Regions from separate parts of the Ovis aries genome. Here region 2 is linked to region 1. The links are chromatin contacts, called in public Hi-C maps. All regions are on one chromosome and are shown on one strand. The core of a region is the stretch at or near the end of the contact, and the rest is flanking DNA. Distances in the headings are between cores, read along the strand shown. Region 1 has its middle 69 kb from the start of LRRC8B. Region 2 has its middle 52 kb from the start of LRRC8D.

What was found. Hi-C and Micro-C count contacts between places; a contact is called where the count stands out from the background.
Region 2: a contact with region 1 is called in a Hi-C map of hypothalamus, with 4 times the contacts expected there. The contact joins two enhancer-like sites. A contact is called at or near these places in 4 of 16 Hi-C or Micro-C datasets (hypothalamus, muscle and tail adipose tissue).

Annotation. Positions count from the first base shown.
Region 1 is chr1:66,816,883-66,824,531 of ARS-UI_Ramb_v3.0, forward strand. No RefSeq gene overlaps it. Among named protein-coding and RNA genes, the nearest start is that of LRRC8B, 69 kb to the right of the region's middle. Within about 2 kb of position 3,774, at least 7 of the 54 cell types and tissues checked have an H3K27ac peak or open chromatin away from gene starts, as enhancers often do. A contact at or near this core is called in hypothalamus, where this site is marked.
Region 2 is chr1:67,128,460-67,134,999 of ARS-UI_Ramb_v3.0, forward strand. No RefSeq gene overlaps it. Among named protein-coding and RNA genes, the nearest start is that of LRRC8D, 52 kb to the right of the region's middle. Within about 2 kb of position 1,287, at least 16 of the 54 cell types and tissues checked have an H3K27ac peak or open chromatin away from gene starts, as enhancers often do. A contact at or near this core is called in hypothalamus, where this site is marked.

The DNA of each region.
Region 1 (7,649 bases), core at 2,524-5,023:
GACAAATAATGCATGATTCCGCTTATACACAAAACCTGTAATGGTCAAACTCACAGAATTCATGAATCAAGTGGTTGTGGGGGAGGGGGAGTGGGAAGGAGGCAGTGGAGACTGGTTGTTCAATGGGTTTAAATTTTCTGTCATGCAAGATAAGTAAGTTCCAGAGAACTACTGGACAACACAGAACCTATAGTCAATAATATGGCATCATGCACTTAAAATTTTGTTGAGAGGGTAAATCTCCGGTTAAGGATTCAGAACTCCCCTCAAAAAAGAGGCACAAAACGTTTAGAGACAATGAGTATGTATATTACCTTGCCTGTGATGATGGTTGCATGGCTGTATGCATACGTCCAAATTTACCATCTGTAGACATTACATATGTACAGTTTGTGTATATCAACTCTACCGCAATAAAACTGTCTTTAAAATAATAACCCTGATGACAGCTAGGTCAAGAGGGGGGAACTGGTAATGGAAACAAAAACTACAATTTACATAACGGTACCATGGCTCACAGAATATATAAAATACACCAAACCATAACATGCAAGACAAATTATCTAAGCTCAAATGCCAGTTAATTCAGCCCACAGTCCTTTTATAGAAGAGTCCACATTCTTAACAATAACTCATAAGGACATCTGTGTTCTAAAGATAAAACTGCAAACAATAGCTAAAACTCCCAGACTTCACAAATTCTAAATAATTCCTTCAGAGACTATCGTGTGTTTAACTCCCATTCCCTGAACCCTTCCTAATTTCCCAATTTTGAGATGCCACCTGGTTCCCTATCGTGTACATTTTCCCTGACTACAACCAGCAAAACAAAGCTTTTTCCTTGGTGAGTTTTGATCAGTGAGTGTTTAAAATAAGGATATAAAATAAAAGAAATTAAGAAAAATCTTTATAATATAAATTTGAATTGAAAAACTTTTATGTATGTATATAACACTTTGGCCCACTGAAAGGTCCAGGAAACAACAGAACTCTAATAATAATGAGTAAATGCAACATCCAGATTTTTGTTTTTAAATAACTTTTGTTCATTTTTTTAAAAAATAACAGCAAATAGCACTCCTTGGAGAAATCAGAGGTTGCAGGTATAGGCAGAAAACATAAGATGTGGCTGTGACGTAGTTCTGTGCCAAACAGCAGAAGCACACTCCAAGATTAACGAGTTGATATCAAAGACAAGGAGGCTGGCCAAAGGGCCACCTCATGGACAAATGTGGGACAATTTTAATATGAAAAAGAATCATGACTATGAGTGATTATAATCGTATAATCCAAGACAGTATCCTGATCTAACTTCAGTGATAGGAAACATGGAGGGAAGAAAAACAAAGTAAATGAAACTGCAAGAAAATGGACAGGCAGATTATCTGGAGTCTTCTATAAGAAAACTAAACTAGTTCTTTAAACGTTAAATGTCAGGGGCTTCCCTGGTGGCTCAGTGGTGAAGAGTCCACCTGCCGACACAGGAGACACAGGTTCCACCCCTGGTCCAGGAAGATCCTACACGCCGAGGAACAGCTAAGCCCAGGCACCACGACTGTTGAGCCTGTGCTCTAGAGCCCGGGAGCCCCAAATACTGACGTCCAGGCGCCCTAGAGCTCATGATCCACACAAGGAAGACCACCACAGTAAGAAGCCCACGCACCATATCTAGAGAGCAGCCCCCACTCTCCACAACTAGGGGAAAACTGGGGCAGCCACGAAGACCCAGAGCAGCCAAATACATACATGCATAAGTAAGTAATAATAGAAACTGTTTAAAAAATCTAATGTCATTTTTTTAAATGAATAATAAAAATTCATAAGATGACACTTCTAATAGACTGATCTAGACAGATGCAATGTACAAATAACTATAAGGCATACTGCCACTGCTGCTGCTGCTAAGTCACTTCAGTCGTGTCTGACTCTGTGCGACCCCATAGACGGCAGCCCACCAAGCTCCCCCATCCCTGAGTTCTCCAGGCAAGAATACTGGAGTGGGTTGCCATTTCCTTCTCCAATGCGTGCATGCAGGCTAAGTCGCTTCAGTCATGTCTGACTTTATGCAGCCCCATGGACAGCAGTCCACCAGGCTCCTCCGTCCATGGGACCCTCCAGGCAAGAACACTGGAGTGAGTTGCCATTTTCTGCTCTGCTATAGGGCATGAAACTTGGTTTATTCTGATTCAAAAATATGAATAAATGAAACAATAATTAAAGCATTTTTAGATACAGTTGAGATTTGAATATGACTATCAGGTTATATTAGAGAATAATTCATTATAATTAACATTTTTAGGCATGCTAATATCATGTGTTTATTTGAGAGAAGATACTTATTCTTCGGAGATGCATGCTAAAGTGTTCAGGGGTGAAGTATTGTGAGGTCTGTAACTTTTATAAGATTCATCAAAAAATTATGCAGAGAGAGAGAAAGTAAATGTGGCAAAATGTTGCATTAACATATTTTTAATCTTGGTGACAAATATATGGGTGTTTGTTGCATTGTCCTTTCTACTTTTCTGTATGTTTTAAATGTTTCAATTTAATGTTGGGAGGGAAAAAAGTAGGGTTCAAGTGCACAAAGTCATTCTTGCAGTGCTGTTGAAAACATTAAAACACAAGGTACCACCTACAGGCTCTGCAAAAAGAAATGACTTGATCGCATTTGGTACAGCCTTAGAACGAATTCTGTCAGTCAACAATTATTGACCAAGGAAATTCTTTGCAACACATACTATCCTAAGCCCTGACGATAAAAGATAAGAGAAGGCCTTGGTTCTCAGGAAAAGCCTAAAACAAGCAAAGAAATGAACAAATTCATTATCAATAGGACCGACAAGGCATGCTGCATGAAGGAAATGACAAATGACAGAGAAAGCTCCCGTGTTGAGGGATAGGGAAGACCACATGGGGTTGGCAGTATTTGAGCTGAAGCAACAAGGAGCTGGCAGGGGGGACACCTCCTAAATCTTCCCATTCTCTTAAGGGAAAGCTGAGTGCAAAGGCACTGAGGCTATGCAGCATGAAAAGAATGATGTAAGCTACGCAGCACAGCACAGCAAAATGATTGCGTGTGGTGTGTGAGAAGAGGGCTACAGAACCACTCCCATACTAGGACACAGCTCCTCAGAGAGATATATACACATGTGGGATGACAATGCAAAGTGCCAATAGCTTGTCAGTGTGTTGACATTACAGACCACCTCTACTGTCCTTCTTTCACCATCTGATTCTTCTAATGTGCAAATGGACATGTTACTTTTATTTAAAAAAGACGTGTCCCACCTCGGAGGTAAAGAAAAGCAGCAGCACGGGTAGCCCACAGTAACCCCCTAGTGCCCAGAAGGAAGGTCACTCTGGACACCTGAGAAGACCATTCTGATCACTGTTTGTAACAGTCCAGGGAAAGGCAGGCTGCTCGTTCAAAAGAGGCATCCGCTCTGCACAGGGAGAAGCTTCTCACATCTATGAAATGCCTTGCTTTCTTCCCTGACTCCAAAACTTGGGACTGAGACAGAAAAATAGAGGAAGCTATTCATAAGCTGCCAATAACAGAAAACTTGCTGACTCTATCCAATTAAATTAAAAAACAAAAAACGAGTGTAGCTGTGACTGTGGGTAAGTGTCCTGGCTCCTGCCAGAGAGGAAAGCAACCTACAAGGAGCTCGTCGCTGGAGCTAGGCGATTATCCCACCCATTTCCACACCAGTGATTCCCCGTTTCAGTAGCTTTGGGGAGCATGCCTGATATCTGCAGATGCCCACAAGAGGGCAGCAGAGGAGTTTTTCTGAAAGTGCTGGAACACTAAAACAGGACAGAGGGAGAAGGCCAGGAGGAGAGGTGGGGAGATTTAAAATAAATTTCTTAAAGAATCGAGTTTATAAGAAATTTACAAACTTTTAGTAAAGTTTGTAAAAGTTTCCCAGAAGTGATTCAGGGCAAATAAGCCAAATTTGGTAGAAGAAAAGTGTAAGAAAATCAGATTTTACTATTAGTAGGACTTCCCTGGTGGCTCAGACAGTAAAGAATCTTCCCTCAATCAGAGAGACCCAGGTTCGATCCCTGGGTTGGGAAGATGCCCTGGAGAGGGGAATGGCAACCCACTCCAGTATTCTTGTCTGGAGAATTCCATGGCCAGAGGAGCCTGGTGAGCTATATACAGTCCATGGAGTCGCAAAGAGTTGGACACAGCTGAGCAACTAACACACAATAGTAAAACAAAAAAAGAGAGGAAGTCAAAAATAAAAAGAGATCAACTTTCAGCTTTCGGAGAGATGGCAGGAAATATTAGTCAGCAAACCAAATATTCCAGGATATTGTGTTCCAGGAGGTCTTTTATTCACTTGAAGAAAGCTGCATGTATAGTGGCATTTGAGAGACCCCAGAAGTTCCTTCTGTCTATAAATATCTCCATTTCAAGGTTTATTTCTGTATTTCTTTCTTTTGGCCACACCACCTGGCTTAAGGGATCTTATTTCTCCCACCAGGGATCGAACCCTTGCAGTCTCTTGCAGTGGAAGCATGGAATCTAACCCCTGGACCGCCAGGGAAATCACTGGAAATGTTTGGTTTTTTATGTTATTAATATGGTGAGAATTTTGAATCAGAGCACCTACAAATACTTGAATATACTTGAAATATAGTTGAAAATATATATTTTAAGCCTTGAAGAATTTCTTCCCCTACCCCCACCCCGCCCCCCGGCCTTTCCCTATGTTTTCTCCCTTCCTTTTCCTCTTTCAAATAAGTAGCTGTCTCTTTGCTGGCTCTTCATTGCCTTCAGAGAGGTCTATAGCAGAGCCAAAAGCAAAAATTTCCAGGTTTTATTTAACAAATTCTAACACGGAAGGATTTAGAAAGTGTGGAGGAGATGGAAAGGAAAAAGGAATTTACATGCTGAGAGTCTTGGAAGGAGTAGCAGACTAGAGGGACTGTCCTCAGCCCAGATGAAAGACTTCCTCTGGGAGGGGGGAAATAAACCAGAAGACAAGTGGGTCCCTGAAGACTGGGGGCCAGGGAGGAGGCAAGATCCCAGAGGGCAAGAACTGTCCCATTTTCAACAAAGGGGAGCAAGGCAGGAGCTGCTGCAACCGGCCTTGGAACAGAGCCTGAAAAGACCACACGGGCCCAGGGGAGGTCTGGACAGCCGATCCTGTTGGAAAGCAAAGATGTGCTCTTTTGAGCGTTTAAATGAAGCTGATCCACCACCCAGTTCCCACAGTGGTGACCACCTCACACTGCGTAATTACGGAGTGGGGTCATGCTCAAAGACACACACCAGCTAGGGGGTGGGAAAAACAAAAGGGTGAATGAGACAGAATCCCATCCTTCCCCAGTTGTGTCTGTTTCTGAGTTTTCCCCAGAGGTGTCTAATCCAGGTATGATATACATTGCCTCTTTGCTCTCCACTCCAATCTCAACCCATTTCTCTGACCACAGAGCAGAAGTGCTAGAAAAGAAGGGTGGGATCACTCAAGGTGAGAGCTTCCTCATCAGAGTCTAATTGGAAAGAGTGTGGGGAGTGATGTTCTACTAAGCAGATGTGGGTGCGGTCTATGAGTTTCATTCCCTCATTCCCTGCCCCCGCACTGTCCCTATTGCTTAATGCCAGTGAGGTACCAGCGAGCTGCTCACATCTTACTAAATGTTTGATTAAAAACTAATTACTGCTTCCTAGATTGCCATAAATCCAGCAAATCTGCTTATTCTCATAGTCTAGCAGGCCCAGAAGTTTGAATATCAGCTTGAGTAGAACTGTCTGACCTCTTCTAATCCATTTTCCTTTAAAGTACCTCCTTCTCTTTTCTCTATCCTTAAGCCCCAGGCATCCCTTCTCCTGCCTATTTCCATTCCTTCCTAATAATGACATTTCTTTGGATCGAGTGCTAGGTGATAGAAACCTTGTCTGATAAACTAACATATGTGCTCAGTTACTTCAGTTGTGTCCGACTCTATGCGACGCTATGGATTGCTGCCCACCAGGCTCCTCTGTCCATGGGATTCTCTAGACAAGAATACTGAGGTGGGTTGCCGTGCCCTCCTCCAGGGGATCTTCCTGACCCAGGGATCGAACCCGTGTCGCTTGTGTCTCCTGCATTGGCAGGCAGGTTCTTTACCACTACCACCACATTCTTAGGTTCCTAAGGTGACTGGCTATAAGTTAGAGAAGGCTTACCCCCACCCTCAAAATGAATTTACGTCTGTACATCCTTTCACACTGAGAGAGCCTCCTAGCATAGCCAAACTATGAAGCTTCTCCCCTGCATCAGTCTGCTGATATTATCCCATCACTTAGCAAATATTAATTAAGCCTGTACTAAGTGCTGGGCATTGTGCTGCATGTTAGGGAGGTAAAACAAGTAAGCCATTGTCTCTATCTCTAAGGATTTCCAGGTAACTAGGAAGGGACTAAGAGAAATTATTCAGCTCCATGACTAACTTTCTGAGACTTTCACTGAAAACAAGCAAAACATGTCAAGAATCCACTGTGAAGTGTGGTTATTCTCCTCTTGACCCATGGCTGAGAAATGCATTCTTGTCAGTCAAGGCATGTTTGAAATGGTTGACTGTGTCCCCAATACACAAACAGTTTTGTTAATCATTTTGCCCCACTTAATCCGTGGGCAGCCTGGAAGGGCAGAGTTTCGGAAAGCACACCCCAAACCCCGAGTTGAACTCAGCCTGACCCTTGCTTCCTTTTTCCCATTGGCTCCTTGTAACCCCAACACAGCTTTGGAAAATTCAGTCTACTTTTGGCAGAAACTAGGTGCTGACTAATTGTTGACCTAAGCCTTTTTCAAAGGTTAAGTTGGATCCTTTTGAGTAAAGTTCAACCAAAATAACTGTCATGTTCCTTACAGATGAACTGCTATAGTAAAGTGATATTTCTTCTGAATGTACTGACTTAGCTGGAAGGAGGCTCTTCTGTGACTGATGACTTCTCAGGAAGGCTAAAATCATATTTTCCTTTGAAAAAGCTGAATACCTTCCATATGAATTATTTTTGTAGACAAATGTAATTGTCTAGGACAAATTCAAGGACATGACCCTTGGAATCTATGTCTTAGATAGGCTTTGAGCCAATGAGCCCAAGCTGTGTTTGGGTGGGCCATGTAGGCTTCCTGGAACCCTCCTCCATGCTCAGATGCCCCCTCAGTCTCTTGCAGGAGCCCAGAGGAGAAGAGAGTGGAGACCAGTGACAACCTTCACACCCTTTGCTGAGAGGCTCACTACAAATTCAGCCCTTTGGGGCTGAAAGGACAGAACAGCCAGCACTTGGAGTTTTATATTTACTACAGATAACCTGGTAACAGGACATTTTAAAAAAAATTTTTGTTGGAGTATATTGCTTTATAATGTTGTGTTAGTTTCTACTGTCCAGCAAAATAAATCAGCTATACCTATACATATATCTCCCTTTTTTTGGGTTTCCTTCCCATTTAGGTCACCAGAGAGCATGGAGCAGAGTTCCCTGTGCTCTGCAGTAGGTTCTCACTAGTTATCTGTTTTGTACATAGCATCAATAGTGTGTATATGTCAATTCCAATCTCCCAATTCATCCCATCCCACCTTCCCCCTTAGTAACCATACGTTTGTTCTCTACATCTGTGTCTCTATTTCTGCTTTGCAAATGAGATTGTCTATAG
Region 2 (6,540 bases), core at 37-2,536, 310 kb after region 1:
GACTCAGTGCAGACCCAGGTTGAAGCCAGGGCCCTCTAAGCAACTGGTGAGTAAGAGGGGTGTGACCTTATCTCTGGGAAATGTGGACGGGGGCCAGCCTAACAAACAAAAGAAAAAACCACCCAGGGGAGGGTGAAGTGGGTACCTTGAAAAAGTGAAGCAGCGCTTAGTAAGATCAAAATCAGCCCAAAGAGATGCTGGGCTGGCCAACTCATCTGCACCTAAGGGCAGGAAGGGTCTCCTGCCTGACCAAGGCACCTGGGCTTCTGAGATGGCCTTGTTGCCCAAGGGGACTGTTGAGTGTCCTCCCGGCTCCCTGTACAACCCAGCTCCCTGGGTTTTCCATCCTTTGCTCATTTGCCACTATTGTCTGTCCTCTTTGTCAAAACTGATAGCGGCTAATTAGTGCTGAAGCCCAGACTGGAGTTCACTTCCGTTCATCTCATTATTTGTTTCTCTTTTGGGCTGAAGCCAAGCAAAAAACATTAACATTCCCCCTGCATGGCAGGCGCACACATACACACGCAAGCATGCTCACACGTACCCAATCAGGCATACACATACACTAACACACCTGCACCCACGTGTGTACACACAAGAACTCACCCACACACGTGCACACACATATGTACACATGTCCTCACTTACATAGGGGCTTCCCTGGCGGCTCAGTGGTCAAGAATCTGCCTGCAATGCAGGAGACCTGGATTCTATCCCGGGGTCAGGAAGATCTGGAGGAGGAAATGGCAACCCACTCCAGTATTCTCGCCTGGAAAATCTCATGGATAGAGGAGGCTGGCAGGCTATAGTCCATGGGGTCACAAAAAAGTTGGACACAATTTAGTGACTAAACAACGCTCACTTATATATACACCCTTATACATATGCATCCACACGTGTACACATTCACACACACTTCAAACCTGGGACAGAGAGAGGAATGCAACAACTGCTGGCCCAGCTGAGTGACCATGGAGAGCAGATTCAGAATCTCTGGAGCCTCAGGCCCCTGAGGCCAAGACCAGCTAAGGGCTGCCTCTGGAGTTCTGTAGGCAGCTGTTTCCTCCCCTCCACCTCCTGGTCCCCCACCTGCACTCCCGCCTGCATTCATCGCTACATGTTAGACTCAGTTTCCAGTCACTGTCGATCAAGTGGGAGGCCTTCTAATTTTCCGTGTCAGTGAAGATCGACTGCTCTAAACCCCGGCTCCGCTGAAGCATTCCAGGGCCAGCCTGACTTGGATTTTAAACAGCAGAGAAGCCCTCCCTGGGCGCGAGCAGGCGAGGCGGGGAAGCCCTCTAGTGGCCGTGGCTGACGTGACAATAGCCTTTGAGGGCTCAGGGACTCTGTGCCCAGGTCAGTCAGCTCTCCCAGAAGACTCAGGAAGGAAAAGCACAGTAATAAAACATTTAGAGCCTAACTCCTCCCTCTCCATAGCCCCCGGAGGACCCTGGACACCAAATCCTATCAATTTGCTCTCTCAACAACTCTCCTGTTGCCCCAGCCTAGCTCTGGCCTCATCACCCGTGCTGAGTTATGCTGCCCTGGTCTCTTTCCTGCTTCTCTGCCGCCATCTCTTGTGTCTAATCCTTTCCGCACCTTGTTGCCTAATTTGTCTTCCATTCATTCATTCTTGCCTTCCTTGTTCTTTTTTTAAGAGTCTTCCTTGCTTCCCCATTACCTAAAGTGCCGATTCTCAAAAGGGAGATGCCCTTCCAGAGAGGCATCTCAGTGTCTCAGGACAAGTGAGCAGCATGCCCACATAGATGCTGACGGTATGGATGCTTTTCCCTCAAACCATGCTCATATTGAACCCCTCTTACTGAAAGGAAATTCCTCAAACCTAGAAAAGTGGTGAAAAGATGTAGAATCACAAGTTTTCTGGGTAAAAAATTCAAATATCTCGGCCCTCCAAAATCTGACCTCAGATTGCCTAACATTAATGCTACAGTGTAATGTCTAAGTTAGGGCTAGAATTAGATTATCTGGGTTGGAGTCCCAGGTCTGAAGCTTATCAGTTTTGTAATTGTGTAGAAGTTTCTAAATTGTTAGTTTCTTTACTGTTAAGAAACTAAGATATTTAATGAGCTGGCCCATGGATCAGATTTAGCTCAGTGCTGGGCACATAGTTCAGTTCAGTTCAGTCACTCAGTCAAGTATGACTGTTTGTGATCCTGTGGAGTGCAGCATGCCAGGCTTCCCTGTCCATCACCAACTCCTGGAGCTTGCTCAAACTTATGTCCATAGAGTCAGTGATGCCATCCAACCATCTCATACTCTGTCATCCCCTTCTCGTCCTGCCTTCAACCTTTCCCAGCATCAGGATCTTTTCCAATGAGTCAGTTCTTCCCATCAGGTGGCGAAAGTATTGAAGTTTCAGCTTCAATATCAGTCCTATCAATGAATATTTAGGACTGATTTCCTTTAGGATTGACTGGTTTGATCTCCTTGCAGTCCAAGGGACTCTCAAAAGTCTTCTCCAACACCACAGTTCAAAAGCATTAATTCTTTGGTGCTCAGCTTTCTTTATAGTCTAGCTCTCACATCCATACATGACTACTGGAAAAATCATAGCTTTGACTAGATGGACCTTTGTTGGCAAAGTAATGTCTCTGCTTTTTAATACGCTATCTAGGTTGGTCATAGCTTTTCTTCCAAAGAGTAAGCATCTTTTAATTTCATGGCTGCCCTCACCATCTGCAGTGATTTGGGAACCCAAGAAAATGAAGTCTCTCACTGTTTCCATTGTTTCCCCATCGATTTGCTATGAAATGATGGAACTGGATGCCATGATCTTAGTTTTCTGAATGTTGAGTTTTAAGCTAGCTTTTTCACTCTCCTCCTTTCCTTTCATCAAGAGGCTCTTTAGTTCTTCTTCCTTTTCTGCCATAAGGGTAGTGTCATCTGCACATGGTAAGTGCTTATTTATCACTCCCCCATTACAGGTCTGGCGCAGGCTTTGCACTATTTAACTCTGGGCTTTAGCTCCTGACATTTGATTTGCCTGGAATGCCCTCTTCTTCCTCTCTGATACCAAGACTCCACTATTGTCTCACGCCCAGCAAATCTTAGGGATTAATACAATAACTTTGGTCCTGTAAATCTCACACATTATGTATTGTGAGAGAAAAATCAAATACTTATTTAAGTGCACCATATAAATATATATGGATGTTTGATAGATAAGTATGATATTTTTATTAACTGTATGATCATTTTGAAGAGCTAAAAAAATCCTTTAATGCATACTGATGTGTTATGGAAATTAGTTATTTAAAATCTTTTACGTTTTCCTTCTCTCCATAGGTAGACTATAAATGTCATGAAGATAAGAGCTCTGTTTTCTAATATAGTCTCCATAGACCATATCTAGCATAATACCTTCATTATATTAGTTATTTAGTAAACACTGCCTTCACTTAATTAAGTGACTGCATCTCCAATTTAGTGACTGCATCTCTAATAATAGTACTAATGTACCTTCTTGTATCTTGAGGCAATTTTCCATTCATTGTCTCATGACCTTTGATTATCTTCTATAACAACCCTGAAAGAAAAGCAAAGCTAAAGCCTATTTCATAAACAGTTTCTTATTGGCCAAAAAAATCTTGCAAACAGGTTTTGTTATTTATATTTAAGCAACATCACAATAACACAGTGTCCAAATGGCAAGGTTATCTGGGTCAAAATTTACAGGGGGTCAATTTTTAGCGTAAGTATGCTTATGCTGTTGGGCCTCCCAGGTGGCGCTAGTGGTAAAGAACCCGCCTGTCCATGCAGGAAACATAAGAGACTGGGACTAGATCCCTGGGTCGGGAAGATCCCCTGGAGGAGGGAATGGCAACCCACTTCAGTATTCTTGCCTGGAGAATCCCGTGGACAGAGGACTCTGGCAGGCTGTAGTCCATAGGGTCACAAAGAATCAGACACGACTAAAGTGACTTAGCAGGCACACACATACCATGTTTATTCACAATTTACTTGGAGTATAGCCTATGAATTAAATTCTGGAGCCTAAAACATTTTACTATGAATTTCAAAAATAATTGGTATCCCATGATGAGATACCATTGCATGCCTATTAGAACGGCTAAAACAAAAAATGAAACTGGCCATGTCAAGCGCTGACAAGGATGCAGAGCACCTGTGACTCTCATACAGTGCTGGTGGACTTGCAGAGTGGCACAGCCGTTTAGAGGGCAGCTTGGTGGTTTCTTATAAAGTTAAACAAACAATGAGCACATGAACCAACAAACCCGTGCCTAGGCTTTTACTCTAGAAAAATGCACACTTATGTGCAACAAAAACCTGTGCACCATAATCTATACACAAAGAAGGATCAGTATTTACCAGGAATTAGAAGTGAGGATAGTATTTGACTAAAATGCAGCATAAGAGAATTTATGGGGAGGTTGATACAGGTATCCTATTGTGGTAGGGGTTGCATAAATCTATTCATGTGTTAAAACTCATAAAACTGTATATCAAAAATGTGAAATTTACTGTACAGAAATATAAAATAAAACAGTACTTTTAACAAAGCCTCAGAAGCAAACATGTAGTTTAATCTCAGGAAGTACAGAAAAAAGTGAATGGTGTCATTAATTAATTCAGTATAAAGATATTGATCACTTTTTATGAATAAGGCACTGAGTGGCCTTGGCAAAAAGGAAACCAGAATCCAGTGATAAAGCAGTTTTAAGAACTTTGAAATCTGCTAGAGCTAAGATTGAACCCCTGGATTATCTCTTATGAAATATGTGTCCTTAGGGATGTTGCTTAATGTCTTTGAGCTTTAGTTTATGAGGATAATAAAACAGAGATTATGGACATAGTAAGAGGGCTGAAAATGATTATTATTATTATCATAGCATTGCTAATACTAGAGCTGGTTATGCCAAGAATAAGGATGGCTCTCTATTAGAAATACGTCCAGAATCTAACTAGTCTTGACATGTCTTTGTTACCATCTGGCCCAGGCCATGATCACCTCCCGCAGTAGTTTACTACATGCACCCTGCGGTCCATTCTCAACCAAGAAATCAGATCTCTTTCAAATGTAAGTTAGTTCTGTCACTCAACTGCTCAAAACCTTCTTGTGTTTCCCCATTTCACTCAGGGTAAGAGCCAAAGTCCTCCCCATGTCCTACAAGACCCCTGCCCTGGCTTTATCCGCCTCCTGTATGTAATCTACTGTCACTCCTTCGGCTTCTTCCACATGGACCTGTTTCTTTCACTTGAACGCATCGGGCGTTTATCTACAGCCTTTGCACTGGCTCTTCCCTCTGCCCAGGACATTTTCCATATGCCTGCATTGATCACTCCCTTACCTCTTTTGTGACTTTTCTCAAATGTAACCTTCTCAAAAAGAAAAAAAGAAAGCTTATCCTAACCACTGTATTTAAATTGTCAACCAGCCCCACTTTCCTCCAGTGTTACGAATTCTTTGTCTTGCCCAAATTTTCCTCTTACCACTTCCTATATAACAAAATCAAACACTAACAAATGGTTGTCTCATAAATTGTGGGAGTATAACCCAAAGAAAAAAGAATGCAAAAAGAGAAAAATTGTTGTCTGAGAAGGCCTTACAAATAGCTGTGAAAAGAAGAGAAGCAAAAGCAAAGGAGAAAAGGACAGATATACTCATTTGAATGCAGAGTTCCAAAGAATAGTAACGAGAAATAAGAAAGACTTCCTCAGCGATCAATGCAAAGAAATAGAGGGAAACAATAGAATCAGAAAGACTAGAGACCTCTTCAAGAAAGTTAGAGATACCAAGGGAATATTTCATTCAAAGATGCATTCAATAAAGGACAGAAATGGTATGGACCTAACAGAAGCAGAAGATATTTAGAAGAGGTGGTAAGAATACACAGAAGAACTATACAAAAAAGATCTTCACTACCCATATAATCACGATGGTGTGATCACTCATCTAAAGCCAGACATCCTGGAATGCGAAGTCAAGTGGGCCTTAGGAAGCATCACTACGAACAAAGCTAGTGGAGGTGATGGAATTCCAGTTGAGCTATTTCAAATCCTGAAAGATGATGCTGTGAAAGTGCTGCACTCAATATGCCAGCAAATTGGGAAAACTCAGCAGTGGCCATAGGACTGGAAAAGGTCAGTTTTCATTCCAATCCCAAAGAAAGGCAATGCCAAAGAATGCTCAAACTACCTCACAAGTGCACTCATCTCACACGCTAGTAAAGTAATGCTCAAAATTCTCCAAGCCAGGCTTCAGCAATACATGAGTCGTGAACTTCCAGATGTTCAAGCTGGTTTCAGAAAAGGCAGAGGAACCAGAGATCAAATTGCCAACATCTGCTGGATCATGGAAAAAGTAAGACAGTACCAGAAGCACATCTATTTCTGCTTTCTTGACTATGCCAAAGCTTTTGACTGTGTGGATCACATTAAATTGTAGAAAATTCTGAAACAGATGGGAATACCAGATCACCTGACCTGCCTCTTGAAAAACCTGTATGCAGGTCAGGAAGCAACAGTTAGAACTGGACATGGAACAACAGACTGGTTCCA